Linked DNA regions of Ovis aries: region 1 is linked to region 2. Evidence: chromatin contacts called from public Hi-C data. All regions are on one chromosome and are shown on one strand. The core of a region is the stretch at or near the end of the contact, and the rest is flanking DNA. Distances in the headings are between cores, read along the strand shown. Region 1 overlaps RNLS (renalase, FAD dependent amine oxidase). Region 2 overlaps PTEN (phosphatase and tensin homolog).

Evidence for each region. A called contact is a pair of places that touch in the nucleus more often than the background predicts.
Region 1: a Hi-C map of liver shows a contact between it and region 2, with 5 times the contacts expected there. The contact joins two enhancer-like sites. A contact is called at or near these places in 2 of 16 Hi-C or Micro-C datasets (liver and skin fibroblasts).

The regions. Positions count from the first base shown.
Region 1 is chr22:9,804,824-9,811,215 of ARS-UI_Ramb_v3.0, reverse strand. The region is part of intron 5 of RNLS (renalase, FAD dependent amine oxidase); the gene reads left to right. Among named protein-coding and RNA genes, the nearest start is that of TRNAG-UCC, 12 kb to the left of the region's middle. Within about 2 kb of position 4,600, at least 2 of the 54 cell types and tissues checked have an H3K27ac peak or open chromatin away from gene starts, as enhancers often do. A contact at or near this core is called in liver, where this site is marked.
Region 2 is chr22:9,339,272-9,345,490 of ARS-UI_Ramb_v3.0, reverse strand. It overlaps PTEN (phosphatase and tensin homolog), which reads right to left. Exons shown (of 9, transcript XM_027960248.3): 9 at 1,493-6,219. Among named protein-coding and RNA genes, the nearest start is that of PTEN, 100 kb to the right of the region's middle. Within about 2 kb of position 2,535, at least 1 of the 54 cell types and tissues checked has an H3K27ac peak or open chromatin away from gene starts, as enhancers often do. A contact at or near this core is called in liver, where this site is marked.

The DNA of each region.
Region 1 (6,392 bases), core at 3,351-5,850, 460 kb before region 2:
TATCATTGTATTCACCTTACTGATAGAGGTGGGGGAAAAGACTATTCAGAAAAGTACAGATCAATTCAGTCTAATAAATGGCATGGCAGGTATTTTGGATATGAAATCATCAGTCCAGACAATCCAGCCAAAATCTATCCTTTGAATATATATATAACCTATGCACTCTTGAATTCCAGTGCTTGCAAATGCCATATACCCGTTTTAAGCTTCATAATGAGCTCTAGTTATTTCCAGCATGGATGGTTTATTTGGAGAGAGGTAATAACTGATATCATTAACAGGCAAAGAGAAATAAATATTTTACCATCTCATAAAACCATCTCATATGGATTCACTTGCACATATGTTCTTAAACTTTCACCCTGATCTTCAGTTGCCTTTCTAGCACCATGGAATATTTTTGCTCAAAGTTGGACCTTTTTACCACATGCAGAAGCATAATCTGCCTAAGTGCTCACATGTACTTTATAATATGTATGTGCTTTCCATCCGAGTACTTTGGCTAAAGGCAGCATTGAAAATTAGAGATTTTTGGTACCTTTGCAGTCTTCTTTCTATCCACCTCTCCCAAAGTTCTAGCTACCCACAACCTGATTTTCTGCCTGTCCTTCTCAAAAGCATTCCTCCCTGCCCAAGATCAAACTTCAATTTATTCATTGCAGCAGATCCGAGAGGCACAGAAGCAATCTGGTGAGCTAATTACAATCCATTTAATAGATGAGTTTGGTTAACTAAATGAATCTCTAATGGGCAGGTTGATTAGAGGGGTCATTTCTGAGCAAGGAAGTATTTTCAATACACAACTTCTAACCCCTACCCGATCTGTCATTAAAATGAGAGTTAACAAGATCCAAAATGTTGCTAGTGACTGCATTTGACTGTAAACTTCAAGAGAGCCCTTCTGCTTTTGTGATTTTCCTGTTCCTACAGTAAGCAAAATGCACACATATATTTTAGAATTTCACATAAGAAGACATCATAGTCAAAGTTGAACCTCTAAAATCATCTCAAACAGTAACTTTAATCTTCTGCAAGAGTCTGATTAGCGGTATGTGCACACTCACATACATGGATATAGCATTAAGATCCTATGATGTAAGCAGTTCTAGAGCAAAGGAAAGAAGTGGAAACTATGCCCTGAACTAGCCTTTAAGGAACATCATCATCTTTTCTAGCTTTGGTTTCCTCATCTCTAAAAGCGTGCAGTTGAATTTCCTTATCTCTGATGTCCTTTCAGCTCTAAGAGTTTTTGACCACCTTTTTCACTTATACTCCAGAAACACTTTCTATTACACTCTTACAGCAGTAATGATACAGTCTCCCAAGACAAACTTAACAGAAGACTCAAGTAAGCCTTCTGTATATTTCTCCAAATGGATTCAGAATATTTGCTTCATGGTAACCAGACATCAAAAAATAAACAAAACAAATAGATTCCTTACAGTTTCTTTAAAGTGGAAGGCATGGATAATAGAACCAGACTCAATACGAAAATGACATTATTTGTATTAATTTCTTCAGATAGAAAGTATTTTCTGTGTCTTTAATTTTGGTGTAGATGTGACTGTGAAGCTTGTTTCCCTTTGGTATGAAATATAAAATGAGAGGATCGAAATAAGGTCAGGATTCTCAGTGGCTTACCTAGTAAACTCAAATTATGAGTAGACGATATTGACACGGGAAAACCTTATCACTGTCTGCAAAAGAATAGAAAATATAATGGGTCAGATCTGCCCAGATAAATTGTCTGAAATATATCAGTACATGAGAATTGGAGACAAAGCAAAAGAGTTGAGTCTGATTTGCCAACCAAAAAAAAAAAAAAAAAAAAAACCCCACTGAAGCACCAAAAGGAGCTATCTGAAAGAGGAAGGAAGAGGCCCTTAATGTTAAATGGAAAATATGGTCCCCACAGTTTCACCTCAGTGAGGCTTAGGAGTTTGGGCCGTGCTACAAATAGAACAGTGAACATTTGGTCAGCTACTTGGAAGAAGACCATAAATACAAAGTAGAGATGGTGTAAGATCAAGTCGATGTAAAATCAAGTCAGTGTAACACCAAGCAGGTGGAAATCCTTCAAAGTGAGCTGACTTTAAAGCAGGGGAAGGGAACACACTGCCATTCACTTCTGTTTTCACAGTGCCAAAAAGTAGTGTTGGTGCACAGATGCTTAATATCTGTAGAATTAAGGAATGGCTATCAGGCAATGTTGGAAATAGAGACCTAGTTTATATGTGAGAAAAACAGAAGAAAATGCAGGTCAGCAAGAACTATACATAAGATCTAGATTAATGAAGGGGAGTGGAGCAGAAGAAAATCAAGGAAAGAAAAAGACATTTGCTGCCAGAACAGAAGGATTTGGGAGCACAGTGGCTGGAAGCTTCTCAATGGGAACCGCAGGCGGTCTTGTTCTCAGCCTTCACCGTGGTACATTATGTGACCTCAGGCAGAGGACCCAGCTTTATACTTTCTTCTTATTAACTGGAGTTGACATTTTCTACCCCCTTGAAAGGGACCAAAAGATTCCTCAAACACCGTTGAGAGAATGAATACTTCTCCTTTGGGGCTGGACATTATCAACATATCTGTGTCCAAAACATAGATGTTAAGTATTTCTCGTTTTTCTTGAGAATCAGTGCTAAAGAAGAAAGTTTATTCAGTCAACAGATTTATAGAGCACCCACTGTTTAGCAGATACCATTCTAAGCATGAGTAAAGATATTTTGATGTCAGGTAGTTCAGTTGTTTGAGGAATAATCCACAGAGAGCAGTGGGGAAGCTACAGAGTATTTAAAATTGTTTTAATTAGTGTGAAATGTCTTGAGAGGGTGGTTCCCATACCACCTCATTCATCTCTCTTCCCTGAGCCACCTGATCTCAGGCCTCCTGGTTCCAAAGAAATTACCCTCCTTTAAGGTCATCCATCGGAGAAGGCAATGGCACCCCACTCCAGTACTCTTGCCTGGAAAACCCCATGGACGGAGGAGCCTGGTAGGCTGCAGTCCATGGGGTCGCTAAGAGTCGGACATGACTGAGCGACTTCACTTTCACTTTCATGCATTGGAGAAGGAAATGGCAGCCCACTCCAGTGTTCTTGCCTGGAGAACCCCAGGGACAGGGGAGCCTGGTGGGCTGCCATCTATGGGGTCACACAGAGTCGGACACAACTGAAGTGACTTAGCAGCAGCAGCAGCAGCAGCAAGATCATCCATGACTGTTGAATCCTTTCAATGTAGTTTGAGTCTTTCATCTTTTAATTTCTGTTGAGGCATTTGAGATTATTGATCATTCTTCTTGATAAAACTCCCACCTTCCCTGGTCCTCTTATCAATGATGAATATGTCCTAAAAATTTACAAAGTAAGCTTGGAGTCACAGAGATATGAGTGCAGATCTCAACTTTGTCATCTTGCAAACCTGAGCAAATTATTTAACCCAAATTAGTTTCTTCATGTGTAAAATGAGGTGCACCCTCTCCTTATGTTACTGTTATAAGGATTTCCTCAAGGTAAAGCATCATACCTGGTACATACTAGAATGCTCAGATCAACATGAGAGTTCTATTTAGGTTTCCCTGTCTTCATCTGCACTGTGTATCAGTCAGTCATGTCCGACTCCTTGCAGCCCTATGGACTGTAGCCCACAGGCTTCTCTATCCATGAAATTCTCCAGGCAGAACTACTGGAGTGGGTAGCCATTCCCTTCTCCAGGGGATCTTCCCAACCCAGGGATTGAACACAGGTCTCCTGCACTGTAGGCAGATTCTTTACCCTCTGACCCACCAGGAAAGCCCTAATAAATACTACTACTATCTTACTTCAGAACCTCCTCATCTCTTCCCTAAATTATTTCAAAGGCCTTCTCACCAGTCCTGCCTCTTACACCTTTCGCTGACTCCATTCTATTTCTCACTTGCAGACTTTGAAGTGTAAATCTGATCATACCACGTTCCTTCTTCAGATTCGTCAGTGGAACCAAGTCCAAACTCCTCAGCATGATGTAACCCAGCTCATCTCTCCAGCATCATTAACCGTAACAGGCTTCACTTGTGCTGCCTACAGTTCCCAGAGCACTCGTGGGCTCACACATCTCTAGGCCTTTGCACGTGACTTTTGCTCTACTTGGAAAGACTTTTCCCTCCTTTTCTGCCTGAATAACTTTTGTGTATTCTTCAAATTCAGCTCATCATTACATCTTTCAAAAAATTTCCTAAAGCAGATAGATCTCCCTCTGACATACTTCAGTACTATCTAGTGCATACATTGTGTTTTACCTATTAATTTTGCTTATTTGTTTTCCTAACTGGGTATATACTCCATGGGGCTTCCCCAGTGGCTCAGCATGTAAAGAATCTGTAATGCCTGTAACGCAAGAGACACAGGAGACATGGGTTCAGTCCCTGGGTTGGGAAGATACCCTGGAGGAGAGTGTGGTTACCCAATTCCAATATTCTTGCCTGGAGAATCCCATGGACAAAGGAGCCTGGTGAGCTACAGTCCAAAGGGTTGCAAAGAGTCAGTCACGACTGCATGACTGAGCAACTAAGCACAGCAGAGCACATGCACTCCATGAGGGACTGTATCTAAGTCCCATTCTTTTCATAAGGCCTGGTACCCAGTATAATCAATATGTGTTTATTGACCTAGTTATATAAACACTGACTTTTAGTGTTTTGGCAGGGATAGAAGTGGTAAAAAAAAAAAAAAAAAGAGAGAGAGAGAGAGAGAGAGAAAATGGACTTTGAGCCAGTGTGCAGTATGTATGTAAACATGAATCAACCAGCAATAAGTGGGCAGATTTGCAAAATCAGTGATGAAGGTGGTGTGAAACAAAATTAGAGTCCATCTAACAACAAACACGTATACAACATGCATTTTCCCCATGGTCCAGTGAGGAAACAAACTCCACCTTTTCAAAAGCAAAGGAATGTGTAACAGTATATGTAAGTTCTAAAACATGGAGCAATGATTAAATGTTCATATGTAAAATCTAAAAAAACCTGAACTTATAGATACAGAGAACAGATTGGTGGTTGCCAGGGTGGGAAGTGGGTGCTGGGTGAAATGGGTGAAGGTGATTAAAAGGTAGAGATTTCTAGTTATAAATAAGCCCTGGGGATAGAATGTACAGCGTGGCAACTGTAGTTAACAATACTGAATTATATGTTTGAAAGAAGTTAAAAGAGTAGATTTTAGAAGTTCTCATCATAAGAAAAAAATTGTAACTATTTGAGGTAATCAGTGTTAACTAAATTTATTGTGGTTATTGTCTCATAATTTTCACAGATACCAAATCACTATATCATATACCTAAAACTAATACAATATTTTATACCAATTGTATCTCAATAAAACTGGGAAAATAAATTTTAAAAGAAAAAGGTCTTTGAATTTTTACTCCTATGCCCTTAAATTTGGCATAGAACCTTTCCTGTATCCACTGTTTTATGAATATAGCCATTTTATAGACCAAAAGTTGGCAAACTACAGCCCATGGGCCACATCCAGTCTGTCTCTTCTTTTATAAATAAAGTCATATTGGAACACTAGCACACTGATTCATTTATGTAGTGTCAGCAATGCCTTCCTGGTATAATGTCAAAGTTGAGTCCTTGCAACAGAGTTTGTATGGCACATGAGGCCTAAAATATTTACTGTCTGTCCCTTTACAGAAAAAGCTTGCAGGTCTTTGATATGGCAGTAGATATTAGGACAAATAAGTGAAGTCTGCTCTTTAGAGTGTAGAACCCAGAACTGCTGAGCTGACAGACTTAAGAGTAATTTCTCTTAAAAAAAATGAAATATAGAAAAAAATTTAAAAGAAAAACCTGTCAGTTATCTCAATGAATTTCAGCTCCACTGGTGATTTTTTGAACAGCTAACTGACAGAGTTCCGTCAGTTTGGAAGCTTAATGTGAAAGGGCATGTCATATGCATGCATGCTGCCTTGCTTCAGTGGTCTGTGGCTCTTTAGGACCCTATGGACTGCAGCCCGCCAGACTCCTCTGTCCGTGGGACTCTCCAAGCAAGAATACTGGAGTGGGGTGCCATTTTCTTCTCCAGGGGATCTTCCCAAGCCAGAGGTCAAACCCGGGTCTCTTCTGTCTCCCTGCATTGGCAGGTGGGTTCTTTACCAGTAGCGCCACTTGGGAAGCCTTTATTTTATATGCATAGTCAGTGTTTTATTTGTCTCTGTTGCTTTAATTAGTCCTTTGAAAATCATAAGTGACATTCATGTTCAGGTGTAGGGGAGATGGCCTGCAATCTAGATGTGATTTCGTATAAGAAAGTGGAGAATGAGATACAAAATCACTATCAAAGTCAGAGGCCCTAATGACTCCTAGAAGCTTTCTGGGCTCTATTTAAATCATTTGAAACTGAAATTAATGAT
Region 2 (6,219 bases), core at 1,286-3,785:
AGCAGTCTTTAAAAAATTTTCCCTAGATATACTAACGTGAGCACCTGCGTCCTCAGTAATGTCCGACTCTTCATGACCCCATGGACTGTAGCCCATCACGTCCCTCTGTCCACGGGATTTTCTAGGCAAAAATACTGGAGTGGGTCACCATTTGCTTCTCCAGGGGATTTTCCTAACCCAGGGATGGAACCCGGGTCTCCTATGTCTCCTGCATTGCAAGGTGAATTCTTTACTGCTTGGGCCAAGGCTCAGATATACCAACAGTAACCCTAAAAACTCAGGAATCAATATAGTTGTAAAAGGCGAGAACAAAATTTCATACAGGATGAGTGCATCTTGCTAATTAAAAGGATGAACAATTCTAACTACTGTTTCAGGGGAGGCCTATCTGGACTTACCCTATTCAACAGCGCAACCTCTGCTTCCATGTACTTGGTTCGTCCTTACCCTGTTCACATTCCCCACCCCTCTCCCCACACAGCATTTATTAACTTGTAAGTGGTGTGGTGACCATTCATTATCTGTTATTCTCCCTTACTAGAATGTAAGATCTATGAGGACAGGGATCTATTGTTCACTCATTTGTATCGCACATATCTAGATCAGCACCTGATGCGTATCAAGTGCTCAAGAAAACTGAGTGACTTAGTTTAGTTTCTTTATTGCGTCATGCTGTTTTGTCGCTGTTTTGCTTTTTTTTTTTTCCAGTTTGCTTTATTCTTAACTCCCTCTTCTTTGCTCAACAAAGCCTTCCCGGTTTTGTTGTTGTTCAGTCACTACGTCATATCCGACTCTATGCAACCCCATGGACCCTCATGTACTTTATTCACTATCTCCCAGTTTGCTCACATTCACGTCCATGAAGTCAGTGATGCTATCTAACCATCTCATCCTCTGCTGCCCACTTCTCCTTTTGACTTCAATCTTTCCCAGCATCAGGGTCTTGTCCTTCCAAAGCATAAACTAGAATACAATTGATGATGCGATGTAACAAATTGTCCCCAAATCTCAGTGGAAGCTAATCTTTACTTCTTGCTCATGCTAATACCTAACACATTCAATACAGGGGGAGGATTTGAGGAAGTTTTGCTCCATATAGTCACTCACAGCCAGGCTGACAGTTGCTCCACCTGGAACACATCATGTCCTTGGTCACTGTAGTAGAGAAGCCTAAGGATTGTACAAGGGATTTTATTTTCACTGCTTTTCCTTGGAAGTGTCATACCACTTCTCACTGCTAACTCACGGGAATAAATTAGTCAGAAGGGCTCCTTCTAACTTAACGGGGGTGGAAATTTAGAGGAGCATATGGAAGGTGTGGTAATCATCATCGTGTCACGTATCAATATTATAACTATTTAAATAAAGTCCATTTTCTCTATTAGAATGGAAACTCCTGAAGGGCCAGAGGTTGTTGGTTGGATCTCTAATATAATCCAAACATCTACGGACTTGACAAACATTTGTTGAATAAAAAGTTTAAAACCAAGTATTAAAAATAATTAACCTTTTTAATTTTTTAAAGAAAACAAATACTGTCCATAAGAAAGCATTTCTGTTTTTATGTCCATCAGTAGCCAAATGGAATTTTGATATAAACATTTCCATCATACCAACTTGGATAAATGCACAACTTAGAAAATAATTCAATAATGCACGTATCAAGAGTCTACCAACAAATTCATTAATATCCAAGATTCATTACTGAATGTCAAAGTCAACCAAGGTTAAGATTTTCATTATGATGAACTGTAAAATTCCAGTGCCAACTGGTTGCCTGAATCAAACTGTTTAATCCCTAAAACTGGAATCTAGCACTCTCAAACACGTAGTTCACCCAGCCACCCAGACCTCACTACACACACACCCTCTCACACTCTCTTTTAAAAACTGCCCATTAGGGCATTATAATGGAAAAAGAAAATAGAAACTGAAAGAGCATTTGTAAACATGGGATATCACTTAGACAACAGAGTAGGCAGAAAAATCCTAAAAGTGTACATGAAAGCCGATAAATGATAAGCTACAGAAAGCCACATTTAACCATTTTAAGAATTTCACAACAGTGAGCAGATTTGACAAACTGAAACACCAGAGCCAGGACTATGAGCTTTGCTCCACTCCAGGACAAACAAAATCTCTAACCATTTTAAGAACAGATGAGAATCCACATGTAACAAAGGAGATATAAACATTATTTTTAATTGAAAAAATGAAAAATATAAATCCTTGTTAAACATTTCATTTAAAAATATGCAGCTTTATTTTAAAATGTGGTAATGCTCAAAAATGGCAGTTGACTTCACTCATATATGTAAAAATGTTGGTAAAATATCAATACATTGGTTTATAAGTTATGTACTGCCCTCCAACTAAATTTTTTTTCACCAAACTTCTTAACTGTCAAGAAAAGTCTTATGTCCTAAGCCCACCATTATTAAACATGGTTAAGTTCCAGAGCTAAAAGCGAACCATTCAAGAAATAGGTTTTGATGTGACAGAAGCCTCATGAGCACAGATATAGAGGCAGCTAAGCGATAAACCAACAGTAACTTTCTTTTTTGCAGGTGTTTAATTCACTCTAAATTGAGCAACTGTTTGGGAATTATAGAGTGAAAAGCTCATCCTTCTTTTCCAACTTATAAGGGAAATAGAAAGGTGATGATGAAATTAACTACTAATAGTGTTTCATACATTCTGTTTAGCACATAATTCCAAAATGCAAATGTTTGAAAGTTTTTGAAGAGAAATATCTACAATCTTAAGCCTGTCTATGCTAAATAAATGTAACTGTCTGATTCACCTAGATATGTATTATTCTGATGCCAACAATATTTAAACGTCTCTGACTGACCACTGAATTGGAAAGGGCTCTCCAGTACACACACAATCTGCATCTGCAGCACTAGAAAGAATCCAATCAATGTCCATTTTCTGATGTAATTTAACATTCTACAAATCCATGAAGAGAAATACTAAGCTTAAAGGCTTTGAGAGCATGCACAGTACAAATTTCACCATTTAAAGAAAATATATACATGAATATACAAGAAAAAAAAACAGGATTGTATAGTCACTGAAGTAGTAATAATGGCTATTTCCAGGTGGTGGGATTATGAGTGAAGATTTTTCATGGGAAACTGTTCTCAACATAGCTAACTTAAAAACCAAAGGGTATTACCAACCAATGAAATTACTGTCCTTTACGACTTCACATTACAAACTTTTAAAGCTACCAACATATGTATTTGTCAGAGTGGCTACATATATTCTGATACACTTGGAAGATCTCTTAAAAGATGGAAAAATAGCAAGATCATAAAAGAATATATTTACTCTAAAATTAAAAACCACTGATAATCATTAGGTTTCCTACAGATATATAATTCCATAGGAAAATCAGTCTCTTTCATCTCATCTTTACAAGTTTTTAAATGTTTTTCTCTATTATCTTTTTTGCTAGTTTTTTATGTATTTATACCAGTTTGGACTGAATATTTACACTATTTCCATTCACAAACATTCCTCTCTGAACTAGTAACAGCACTGCTTATCAAAACTTACACTCAAGCCATTTAAGACTAAGTTTTAGATCTGTGGCTAATTATCTGGCAAGAATAAAAGAATAAGAAAAGTTTCATATTAGCAGCAAATTAACTAGATTTAAGGGTCTTGATTTGTTGTGAGCCTTTGGAAGCCTGCATATTAAACACCGGTGATTTTTAAATTCTCAATGGAAATGGTGATGGCATTCACTTAACCAAACTAGCTCAAATTAAGGGTAGTGAGAACATGCAATTAAAAAAAAAAACTACAGTAAATTCCTATTTTTCAGACATCTCCAAGATCATCTTATAAATCAGAATGATCTTAGACTCCAGTATGGTTTTCATCCATACTTAAATATCTAAAAAGAAAAAAAATGTGTGTACTCACACACACACACACTTTTCATACTTTATATATTATTCACTTTTTAAAAGTTAGAGAAAATGTAAACTTGAAATAACATTGTTACATAAATGATCTGCTTTAACATTTTTATAAGCTACACTTTCACTTATTACCTTACTATGCTTTGTGAAAGGATATGCCTTACTTAGTCTTTGCACTCTTAAAAATATGAGAAATAACAAGATTAAGTTCAGGAACATAAAGTCTTTAGACTATTGTGAAATATCAATTTTTAAAGAGCATAAGTCACAATGATCAGATGAAGCTTCCCATGTTGATGGCGTATTACAGAATCAAAGAATGGAAAAGCCACAAAATTGAAATCTGAGATATCAAATCCATTCTGGGCAATTATCTTCAGATACCCCACTTAGTAGAGTATATATATATAGATATATGCATGATTTTTCAAAAATCGTGAACATTTTGGGATTAGCATATTATTTAATATGTGCAATTTAAATTGTGCTTAAAACAATTTACTAAGTATTAGACTAAGATCCTAAAAAAGCTAGATGCCTCTCAAACATGAGTAGATTGGTACTCTACTCCCAAACTGATAAGGGCCCATGTTTTTATGTAACTGTAGGCTTTGAAGGACAGCAGGGGGTTCAAAAAAAACCTTACAAAAAACTTATTAATCACATTTGGCTGCCCATCATTAAAATGTCAGTGAACCTAAGCAATTTAAATTATAAATATTCTCATTTAATAAAACACCCACACAATGACAAGAATGAGACTTTAATCAGTTTTAAGTGGAGTTTATAACACTAAGAGATAAAGGGTTGTTAACAAACACAATAACAAATGGACATCTGATTGGCAGGAGGCATTATCCTGTACACATCGTATTTTTTTGTGCATCCTCAGTGCATAGCATTTACACACAGAGCCACTGCTGCACAGCACAAGAGTATCTGAAGAGGCTGAATCAGAGTAAGGCTGTTGAACAGACTGAAGTTTTTTAGTATATATAATCTATATGAAAACAGATTGAACTTTTGAACTGGCAGGGTAGAAGGCAACTCTGCCAAACACTGCAGTTAAAGCCCCCACTTTAGTGCACAGTTCCACCCCTTCCATCTGCATGCATGACACATTAACAGTATTTAAAGGTAAACGAGGCACTTTGTGGCAACCACAGCCATCGTTATGAACATATTGCACAAATTTTCTAGAACTAAACAGTAACTTGTACCCTACTTTTATTTTTTAAAGCTGAAACATTTGATGCTGCCGGTAAACTCCACTCAAGTTTATAACCTGTGCCACAGTGAAGAATGGTGATGCTATTTACTCAACTACCCTTTAATAATTATGGCAGAAAGATGTTCAAGAGGAGCTACAGAGGACTTGGGATGGTACAGGGCCCAATTGTAAGCTTTCTTAAAAGTGATGCCTTCAAGTAACTTCAGACAAGTAAGCGGCTGCACATCCAAAAAGTCTAAGAAAACATTCCAGAAACTCAAGAGATTTACCTACAGAATGCATTTCAGGCTAATCATGAATACTGTCATAAATAAAGTTTTAATTAGGACTCGGAAACCTTTCAGTCATAGCAATTCTTGTCAAATTCTATGGGCATGGTAACTGAAATAAAGGAGAGTAGTATGTATAATATATATTTATATATATATAATATATATAATGCCATTTTTCCATTTCCAATGACTACACCATAAAATGTAAGCAAGGCTTCTCAAAAACATTGAAACATTCAAAATCAAAACCCTCATTCAGACCTTCACATTCCAAAGGAAAAATAATAACAGTGCAAAAGCCCATTATAATGTCATTATTTATGACCTGGCCCTCCATGTTACATATTGGAACAATACAAGTTATGCTTTAATATACTGTGCCCAAAACTGTAACAAATAACAGTATTAATAACTATCTTCAAAACACAAATAGTTGATTTTCATTTTAGTCAACACTTTTCAGCTTTTATGAAAGACAAGGTGAGATAAATTTCAATGATGAGAGCTGAGGAATAGGTGTCTCTAACTTTACCAATTTAACTTATGAGCAGTCAATCAATTCTCTACATATCAATGTTTAAATATCAATGTGTAAATACTAACCGCTTTGTTAAAAAACTTTAAAACCTTATTTTTTGAATGAAACTGACAAGGTATGGAAAACATGTCAAGATCATTTTCCAAAGAATATTTTAGATGAAGCTCTGCCTAATCTATTTACCATCAAACTCTATAAATGCTGCTCTAGTAGGTCCTACGCAATCTGTATTTGTAAATTAAC